2 separate regions of the Gossypium raimondii genome follow, and region 2 is linked to region 1. A link is a contact called in public Hi-C data. All regions are on one chromosome and are shown on one strand. The core of a region is the stretch at or near the end of the contact, and the rest is flanking DNA. Distances in the headings are between cores, read along the strand shown.

Region 1 (4,669 bases), core at 1,327-3,826:
CTTTCATCAAGTTCTTCATCAGAACTAAATGGTAAGCATATCATTTGTTGTCAGCTCCCATGGTTCTTCGTATAAAAATTTCTCAATCACAGTGAATGCTGCCCTAGGAATGCCTTCATCCTCTTTGGATTCTTCATCAGGGACATTCTTTGATTTCACCTAATCTGTCATGACTTCCACTACCAAGTAAGAGAAAACAATAACTTTTTCTGCAAGTTATCAGCAACAAAATGTAATTCGTATAAAGATCAAATAATTTACAAGGACATCTTGAACTCGATCCACGCATTGCAGTTAAAAAAAAATAAAGATGTCTTAACTGCATAGCAGTGTGAAGATTAAACAATCGACTTGAGTAATTCAAAAAAAAAAAAAAAAAGATGGGATTCCCAATGCAAAGAAATATATAGAACCAAAATGAAAAATATTGAGCCCTTGCAAACACTCCAACATTGTAATAACACTTCCAAATGCCTTAATGAAAGAAGCATTTCAGTCATTACATTTGGATTATCGGAAAACTTCATTCATATGAAATGCTAAAAAGCATCTAAGAATTTCCATTCTGAACCTTAAAATTCGAATACCTCGGGAATCTGCAGCTCCTATGCATGAGCATAACTGTAACCAGAACAGGGGCGATTGCAGAACACAGGTGCTCCAAGGAGTGTCCACTGATAATATAATTATTTGCACGGTATATCTTCATGTCAGCTAGAGCTTCCATTTTGGCCAGGATGAAAACTCCTGTACCAGATTGTTATCGTATTTTTAAGCAAACCAACATTCTTGAGAGCAAGGAAAGAAAATACAATATACTGCCAATGCTTTTCGAAAACAGAGAGAACGAGAGAGTATCAAATGACATAAAGATTAAAGATGACAATCCAAAGGAAGCATATTCCATACAGCTCCTAGCATGCTAATTGTAGTAAATCCACAAATTTCCAACCCTTTTTCCACATGATTATTTGCTTGAAGTGGGATTTCCATGTGAGGCGGGAAGAGGAAGACAAATGACATACCTACCGTCCAAAGCCAGTATCTAGAGTGGGTATATTTAGGTGGGAACAAAAATGTCATGATTGGAATAGCAATGCACGGAATTAACTGGAATATCATGCACAACCGAAGATCATTAAATGTTCTGCAAACAATAATCAAGTCTTATTCAGCCAAAACAAATAGAAATCTGAATGACAAGCTTTGACCAATTCAGTGAACAGATGAAAAGATCATCTCAAGAAAGAATCAAACCTTGCATAACTTGTGCTTAGAACAGCAAGAACTACTAGTGAAAAAAGGCAACTTAATCCAATTCTTTCTCCGAGTCTCTCGAGTATAAAAGTAGAGAAAAGTGAGGAATAAGCAATCATCATCTGCACATATGTGAATTAATTTGATGTTATGGAGCATTTGACAGAAATAAGGTAGTAAAATTCCAAAGGGGCTATGATTGTGGATGAAATAGAATGGAAACTCATCTGCAATTTCTGATTCTTTCTATGTAAAAACACAATAAAAACACCAAATTAGAAACAAAGCAAGTGAGATTTCAACTATTTGGTATTCAGCAATGAAGCGCAAATTCGAAGGGTAGACAAAAATAAAATATTGAAGTTCATGGTTTCAACCACGGCAAATAGCTGTGTTAAGAACAACATTTGAATGATGGAAACAACCATCAAGAACCGAAAGCTAGAGGAACAAATAAAAAAAATATAAAGAAGTAAAGTTGCAAGGCTAACCGGCAAGGTGTCCAGCAGTACTCGATTGTCATCAGGCCTGAGATGATAATAAGCAGAACCAAAAGCCACACTTGCAGTTCCTCCATAGAAAAGCAGCCAACCCCACAGCTCCCCTGGCAATCTGCCACCAATCCACCGTCCATAAACATCAGTTAATCAGCAAATGGTCACAAATTTATCCTTTACAAATTACAACTTAAAGACATCTAAGTTTTTTTAAAAATAGGGGGCAAAAAACACCTTATATTGAAAAAGCTTCCTCCTCCAAGGCAAAGAACAAACCCAAGAACACCCACAATCAGAAATGGGAAATTGGTGATCACATTCAACGTGTTAGGAACTCCTAAAAGCAAAACAAAGAATGAGAAAACATAAAATTTTGCAAATTTTCCCTTTTAATGTACAATTTTCTCTTCTTCTTTTTTCCACATCCCATCCCATCCCATCCCATCCCATCCCATACCTTCACTTCACTTCACTTCACTTGTTTCTTAGAAAACACAATGTAAAAGAAAGAGTTACCTACGAAGTTGCGCATGTCAGCATAGAGATGGTTCCTGTAAGAAAGTGGGATCTTTGGAGTAACCAACATGATGAAAAGCCAACAAAGCAATGCAACTCCCCATATTCGACTTCTTCCTCTTCCTACCTGTTGATTCACCATCCAAACCATTGTTTCCTCTCTTTTTTTTTCTTTGAAAGAAAAACTGTCAACTTTTCCTTCTCTGTTTCCACTGTCGTATGTTTGGGTTTTTATTTCTTGTGATCTGCTCTATACTTCTGGGGAATATTTTTCTTTGGCTTTATGTTCGATTTTGCATTTGTTTTCATTCGAATTTGACGATGTTTCATATGTGTGTCCCCTCCCTTTATCTTCTCCCAACATGGGCTATATAGGCCCTTTTTCTTTCAGAGGCTGTACATAGACCTGTAAATAGGATCCAAAAAGAGAAAAATAAAATTCCTTTCCTCTTGTGAAGGCCCAATCTTGAATTATGGTAAATTTCTCTAAGTTGGCACATGAAGGCATGGCTTTAAGCCTCTTGCCTTTCATTTATTCACATATTAATCTCTCTTCCTTACCCTTTTATACAAAAATAACTTCTTTTTATATCTCATTGACTCAATACTTGCACAAATTCTCCTTTTCTTTTTGAAATTCATTGAAAACTTCCTTTATATCAACTCAAGTAGCACAGGTGGAAACAAGCACTACAAATTTGGGGAAATTTTTATGCGATTCAAACCCTAAATTTGATGTTTACAGACTTAAAATCCATATGAAATCTTACCACTGCATTAGTATTTTATTCAGAACACTGTTATATTATTCATAAACTTATAACCTTGATACAAACAATCAACAATACAATCTGGTGATAAATCTAATTAACATTCAAAACATTATCCAAGTTAAAAGCCTGCAGGCTTAAATCAATATTCATTTTCATTCTTATATTATATTTTGAGTGACTGTTTACTACATAAGCGATAAAATAAAAATTTTAACTTCTCAACTCAAGCGTGCAGATTTTGCTACATGTCATATTTACTTATTTATTACTTTTTAAATACAATTTAAGGACACATTCTTTCAAAAAAAAACCTTAAAACACATGATAATACCTCAACCCTACTTGTGGAGTTAAAATTTTTTATCTCCGTTAGTATACCAAATAATTATTTGTATATTTTCAATTGTAGATGTCTATATATAATTATGGTTTCAATTCCTCTATTATGATAAATTTTATTGTTAACCCTTATACTTTATTTGACATAAATTTCATTAATTAGTCTAAATAGTTATTAATTATTCTACTTAAATTGTTAGTGTTGATATTTTTTTTCTTAAAAACATTGTTAGGACCAAGGCTGTCCAAGACTGATGTTTCGACTATTGTTCAAACACCAATTCAGACAAGACTTTGGGACATCCTAAGTGATATGAGGTGTTGATGTTTTTGACTTAGGCCTTCTAATAAGATTTTACCATAAGCAAATGTATCCCAGGATGTATTTGTTTTGTCTCAACCTTGTGGATCGAAATTGATGGCTTAAAGAAGAGTTGATCAACTTGCCTTATTGGATAAAGCTTATCTTATCTTTTAGCTTTGGTGATTTATGTGTTGATTTTACTTGTTTTATCAGGCTTTATCTTGGCATAAGTTTTGGAGTTTATTTATTTAGGATCATTATGCTACTAAGGATGCATTTATCTCTACAAAATATTATCAGAAAGGCTACCTCATTTGGCCATGAATAGACAACTTATTCACATGAATGGATGTGAAGTGTTTGTAACATCCTGATTTTAAGTGGTGTCAGAAAATGTGGTTTCAGAACTTCATTTCTATAAATCGAGTCTATGAGGATGAAATATAAAGATTAACGAAGTTGTTATGACAAAAAATTGAAGATTAGTTAATTAAAGCTCAATGATTGAATTATAAAAGTCCAATCACTATCGAGTTTTAATTTAAAAATGATTGATTACCTAATTAAAAATAATCTAAACGGTCAAAATGGTTGTTAAACCATTGTTGTTCATATTAATTGTGGAATATGATAATGATTTACACTTAGCATGATTGATAATTAAATTAAATATATATATATGCTTTAATAATTAATTAATCATAGTTAGTTAAACTAATTAAACTACTAATTATACTATTTATGCTTAACTAAGTGGAAAGAAAGATGAAAAACATTCCACCGTCCACAAAAAGAGAAAAAGAAAGAAACAAAATTTCATGGTTTTGAAGAAACATTCGACTATTCAATTCACAAGGTAACCAAACTAAATCTTTGAAATTTTTATAGATTTTTTACCATGGGAGCTTGAATTAGCTAGCCCATGTATGATATTGTTCAATTTTTTAGTTGTTAGCAAGTTGTCATTAAAGAAGAATTGATGA
Region 2 (4,849 bases), core at 2,130-4,629, 340 kb after region 1:
AAATTAGATTTGTTCCTTTTTAGAAAATGATGTGCTTTTAGAAGGATACTCGATTACTTAAGTCTATCGAGAAATCTGAATCTAGTAAGTTAGGGTTCACTTTCTCGAAATTCTTAAACATCGAACATTGCCTTTATTTTAAATCGAGATAACAACATGTCGTATCCAGTAAGTTAGGATCCGACATTTGAAATCTTAAGAATTTTGTTTTAATAATCGAATGATTTTTATAAAAATGGGCACTTGGTTACCTAATTTCATCGAGAAGAATCGAAGCCCAGTAAGTTAGGGCACGATTCTCTCGGAAATTTATGAACGCCAAACCCCCCATTTTTTAGGATCATAAAATAAAATGACTATGAAGCTTTTAAAAATCAATTTACGAAAAGAACATGATTAAGCAACGATACGTATAATGTAAAAAAAACTTAAACTTAAACTAGCAACAATTAAACTAATAATAAACAAATACAAACATCAACTTTGATCATATTGTACAAACATCCATATTAGAAATTAAGCATCCCACAATTTCATAATCAATAAAAAACTAACAAAAACAATACAATAAAAAGCAAAGGAACAAACAAGCGATAACAATAAATAATGCAAATATTTAATACAATTTGGTAAGGATATACATAAAAAAATCAAATAAAAGGTTTGAATAAATTTTAATGAAGGATTTTAAAATCCAAAGAAATAAAAACGTAGTAAAATAAAAGCAAACAACTTGAAATTAATATATACATTCTAATTTATGTAAATAAAATTTAGTAGGATTAATAGTATATACCTAATAATAATATATAAGAGTTAAATAAAATAAAATGAAATAACAAACTTAAAAGAACAAAACTTTTGTGTAAAATATTTTATCATTTGAAATTAATAACAATATATTGTTATATATATATGTAAGTATACTATTAAAACTATATATGTATATGTATAAAATATAAAGCATTATCATTAGAAGTTTTGAAGTTTACTATATACATATGCGTACATGAGGAAAATCCATATTATATAATAGTATAAAGTATTATTAGAAATTATCTTTCTATAAAAATATAGGTCGATTATATTTATAGAAAACAAACATGAAAAATAATAGTAGTAAAATAATAGTAGATTTCTAAATAAAAAAAACTGAATAATAAAAGGATTAAATCATAAACAAAATCGAATTAACAGGGCACAACTGAAATTAAAGAAAAGCGGAGGACCACGCTGCAACACGCGCATTACATGGGGGGCCGATTGGGAAATATCCCGCTTCCCCAAAGCGCAGCGTTGCGAGCAGGACCGAAATGCAACCAAAGCAAAATATGGGGGGCAAAATCAGAAAAGAAAAAGGCTTCTGATTTCAAAGCACCAGAGAAAGGGAAGGACCAGTCGTGCAAATACCCATCCCCATGCCAAAACACGCGGATCTAGCCGCAATCTGGGTCGGGTCATCGGGTAAGCTCAATACAGTGCCGTTTTAAACCATTGAAACAATGTCTAAACGACACCGTTTTAATAATCAACATTAAATAAAAAAACTAAACCTAAGAAAACCCTAAATCATCATTCCTGCGCCGCATCAGAAATCAAAGGGCCTCCCCATTTGTGCCGTTTCAAGCATGAAACCTCCCCATCCAAACTCCGACTTGGGCGGAGTAGACGAGGGTTTCATCGGCGCACTTGCAAAGGTAAGAATTTTCTTTCTTTTTGGTGCCACAACCTCGAGGGTTCATCGCCTCTTTTAGAGGCTCTCCGAACCATGCCCTTAACTCCGATGAAAACGGAGAAAGGGCAATCGGTCCAGTCGCGAGGTACGTCCTTCTCTTCTACTGTTTTCTTTTTTTTTAAACAAACGATAGATGTAAAGCAAAAAGGAACAGAAGAAAAACTGCGAGAAAAAAATCCGGAAATCACCTTTTGGTGTTTTTGTATTCTGATTTCATAAGTGTTTTTACAACCATTCTTGGTCTTTTTATAATATCCACTTACAGAAAAATGAAAAATACAAGATAAAATCAAAACAAATCCCCCCTTTTCGTTATCTTTGCTTTTTTTCTGCCCCTTTTGCGCCGTTGTTCCGTCATTGCTTGTTCGTCTTTTGCGGTACTGTGAGTGCTACTGGGATGTCACTTTGTTGCAAATTTGGAGGCGATGATGCTAGGGTTTCTGTTGTAAACGGGTTTGGGCTAGGTGCACTGGGCCAATTGAGATGTTGGGCTAGGCTAGTGTTTGGATAGTGGGTATTTTTGTAGCCGGGTTTAGTGATTGGGACATTTGGGTTTAATTTAATCTTTAATGGGCTGCAAATTTGGGCTAATGTAATGGGACTGTTATGGACTGTTATAATTTTTGTTTGGCTTATATATTTATTATTATTATTATTTTATTTATTTTTTATGGGCCGGGCAAATTGGGTTATTATAATGATTTAACGTGTCACATCAGCACCATTACACCGTTAACGAAAATTAACGGCTCAGTGACTAAAATGTTACAACACGATAACGTAAGTGACTAAAACGTAACATTTCAAACATAAGTGACTAAAATATAATTTAAGATAAATAAAATAACTATTTTAATAGTTTACCATATAAAATAGGCTTTTAAGAGGTTGAAAAAAGATGATCATAAAAATGCCTAAAATACCATGGGAGATTGTCAATTTTGTACCAATAAGAAAAAAATGTTCATTTTAGACATATTGTGAAGTAAAAATATACATTTAAATAACCTTTAAATTTATTAATATTTTAATATTTTAATAATAATATAAAAAGCAATTTATTGTAACTCATCATTAATATTTTGATATATGAAATATACATTTTAAATATTTTTAAAAATTAATATTAATTATTTTAAACTATATTTTAAAGATTAAATATATAAGGTTATATATTTAAATTAAATTTATATTACATAAAGGAAAACCTTTGCATTTGAATTTAAAAGCTTTTTTTTTTACTTAAGGCTCTAAAAGTATTTATGATCCAAAAATCAGAATTTATAGTGAAAATATTGTTCTATAAGGCATAATAGAACATAAAAGTTGAGATCGGAATTCAGATTTGTTAACTGAGAATATTTTCTAATCTCAAGGAAATTTAGGAATCTTTTGCATTTGAATTTTTATATTTCTTAAAATAACTTAATTTTATAATTCTTCTTTGCAGTCAATATTGTTTTAATATTTTATGGAATGCACCTTTAACTTCACTCCACACGCCAAAAGGAAAATGTAAGAACTGATGGTAACATGGATGTGAGTGGAAACAAATGGATAAAATGAAACAATGTCGACATAGTTAACTTCATATTTTAACGGAAGTTCGCAACTATGGACGCCACCTCTTCCTCTTGCCTTACCTTTTCCTCAAACAATGTCGACACTCTCTCCTTATTATTCCCTTTCATTTCTGAATGTCTTTCCATCGTCTCCTATGCTCTGCTTGCTGCCCCCATATATTACTGCTACCCATTTAACACCATCATCTTAAATGCTGTGTTTTCACACATCTCTATACCCTATGTACGTGTATTGTTCATAGATTCTTCAATCCTCTTCTTCACTTTGATTTGTCATTCTAAAAAGCAACAGAAGTATAGGATACCCTTTTTTTTCCTTCCTCTTTTTATCTCTCTCCCTCTCTATATATTGCACCCACCATTTGTTTTGCTTTAGATTCTCGATTCTCATGTTCATCTTTGAGGTTTGTTCTTCGGGATTTGAAACCCCTTTCTCTTTATTGTTTCTGGGTTTTCCTTGTTTTTTTTCTTAATTCATTGTGTTTATTTGGGTTTTTCTTTTTTAGGATATATTGCCGCTGCTCCGCCTTGATCGTTTGAGGTCGAAGAGTAGGCTTTTCCCAGGTAATTTCCAACACCGTTTTGTTAGTTTTTATGTTTACGGAGGTTACTGAGTGGTGGGAAAATTTTGGAAATGAATTAAATTTTCGAAAAACATTTATTTTTGGTTCTGGGATTTCATAATTCAACCCAATTGAGCTGCAAACTTGTCTACTTTTCTCAAAATTCTTCAATTGTGCTTAATGTTTTATCAGTTTTAATCTTCTTTTTTTAATTTGTTTCATCAATTGAATAAACAGAGTCCTTTTTGCAAACAATAACCGATTCAATGAGCAACACGAGCTGCCAATCCTCGGAGCTAGAGATTTGCCGTGACGAATCAGCGGCGTTGAAGTTAAAGCTGATAGCTATAGCCTCAATCCTCCTCGCCGGTGTGGCCGGGGTCGCTATTCCACTCATCGGGAAGCACCGTAAGTTCCTCCGTACAGATGGGAGCCTCTTTGTCGCCGCTAAGGCCTTTGCTGCCGGCGTGATTCTGGCCACGGGCTTCGTCCACATGCTCGCCGGTGGTACCGAAGCTCTCACAAATCCTTGCTTGCCGGAATACCCTTGGTCCAAATTCCCATTCCCGGGCTTCTTCGCCATGGTTGCCTCTTTGGTTACTTTGCTTGTTGATTTCGTGGGGACTCAGTATTATGAGAGGAATCAAGGTTTGGCTAAAGCAAGTACTGAAGAACAGGTTCGAGTGGGTTCGTTAGACCCGGATTCAGACTCTGGGATTGTACTAGTTGTGGAAACCAAGGATGGGAATGGGAAGGTTTTTGGGGAAGAGGAAGGTGGGGGAATGCACATCGTTGGGATGCATGCGCATGCAGCACATCATAGGCACAGTCATCCACATGGACAAGATGGCTGTGATGGCTTATTGAGGAGTCGTGCACATGATCATGGTCATGATGATGGACATGGGCATGAGCATGGAGGTGAGGATGATGATAGTGACGTGAGGCATGTCGTTGTTTCCCAGGTA

What was found. Hi-C and Micro-C count contacts between places; a contact is called where the count stands out from the background.
Region 2: a contact with region 1 is called in a Hi-C map of leaf, with 2.3 times the contacts expected there. The contact joins the promoter of LOC105773779 here to the promoter of LOC105774217 in region 1. A contact is called at or near these places in 2 of 2 Hi-C or Micro-C datasets (both in leaf).

What each region holds. Positions count from the first base shown.
Region 1 is chr6:17,728,107-17,732,775 of ASM2569854v1, forward strand. It overlaps LOC105774217, which reads right to left and starts at 2,577. Exons shown (of 7, transcript XM_012596621.2): 1 at 2,271-2,577; 2 at 1,989-2,091; 3 at 1,749-1,869; 4 at 1,258-1,379; 5 at 1,026-1,147; 6 at 588-747; 7 at 1-164. The coding sequence starts at 2,421. The coding sequence ends at 137.
Region 2 is chr6:18,064,915-18,069,763 of ASM2569854v1, forward strand. LOC105773779 (zinc transporter 4, chloroplastic) reads left to right here and starts at 3,380. Exons shown (of 4, transcript XM_012595893.2): 1 at 3,380-3,722; 2 at 3,825-3,882; 3 at 4,119-4,846. The coding sequence starts at 3,708.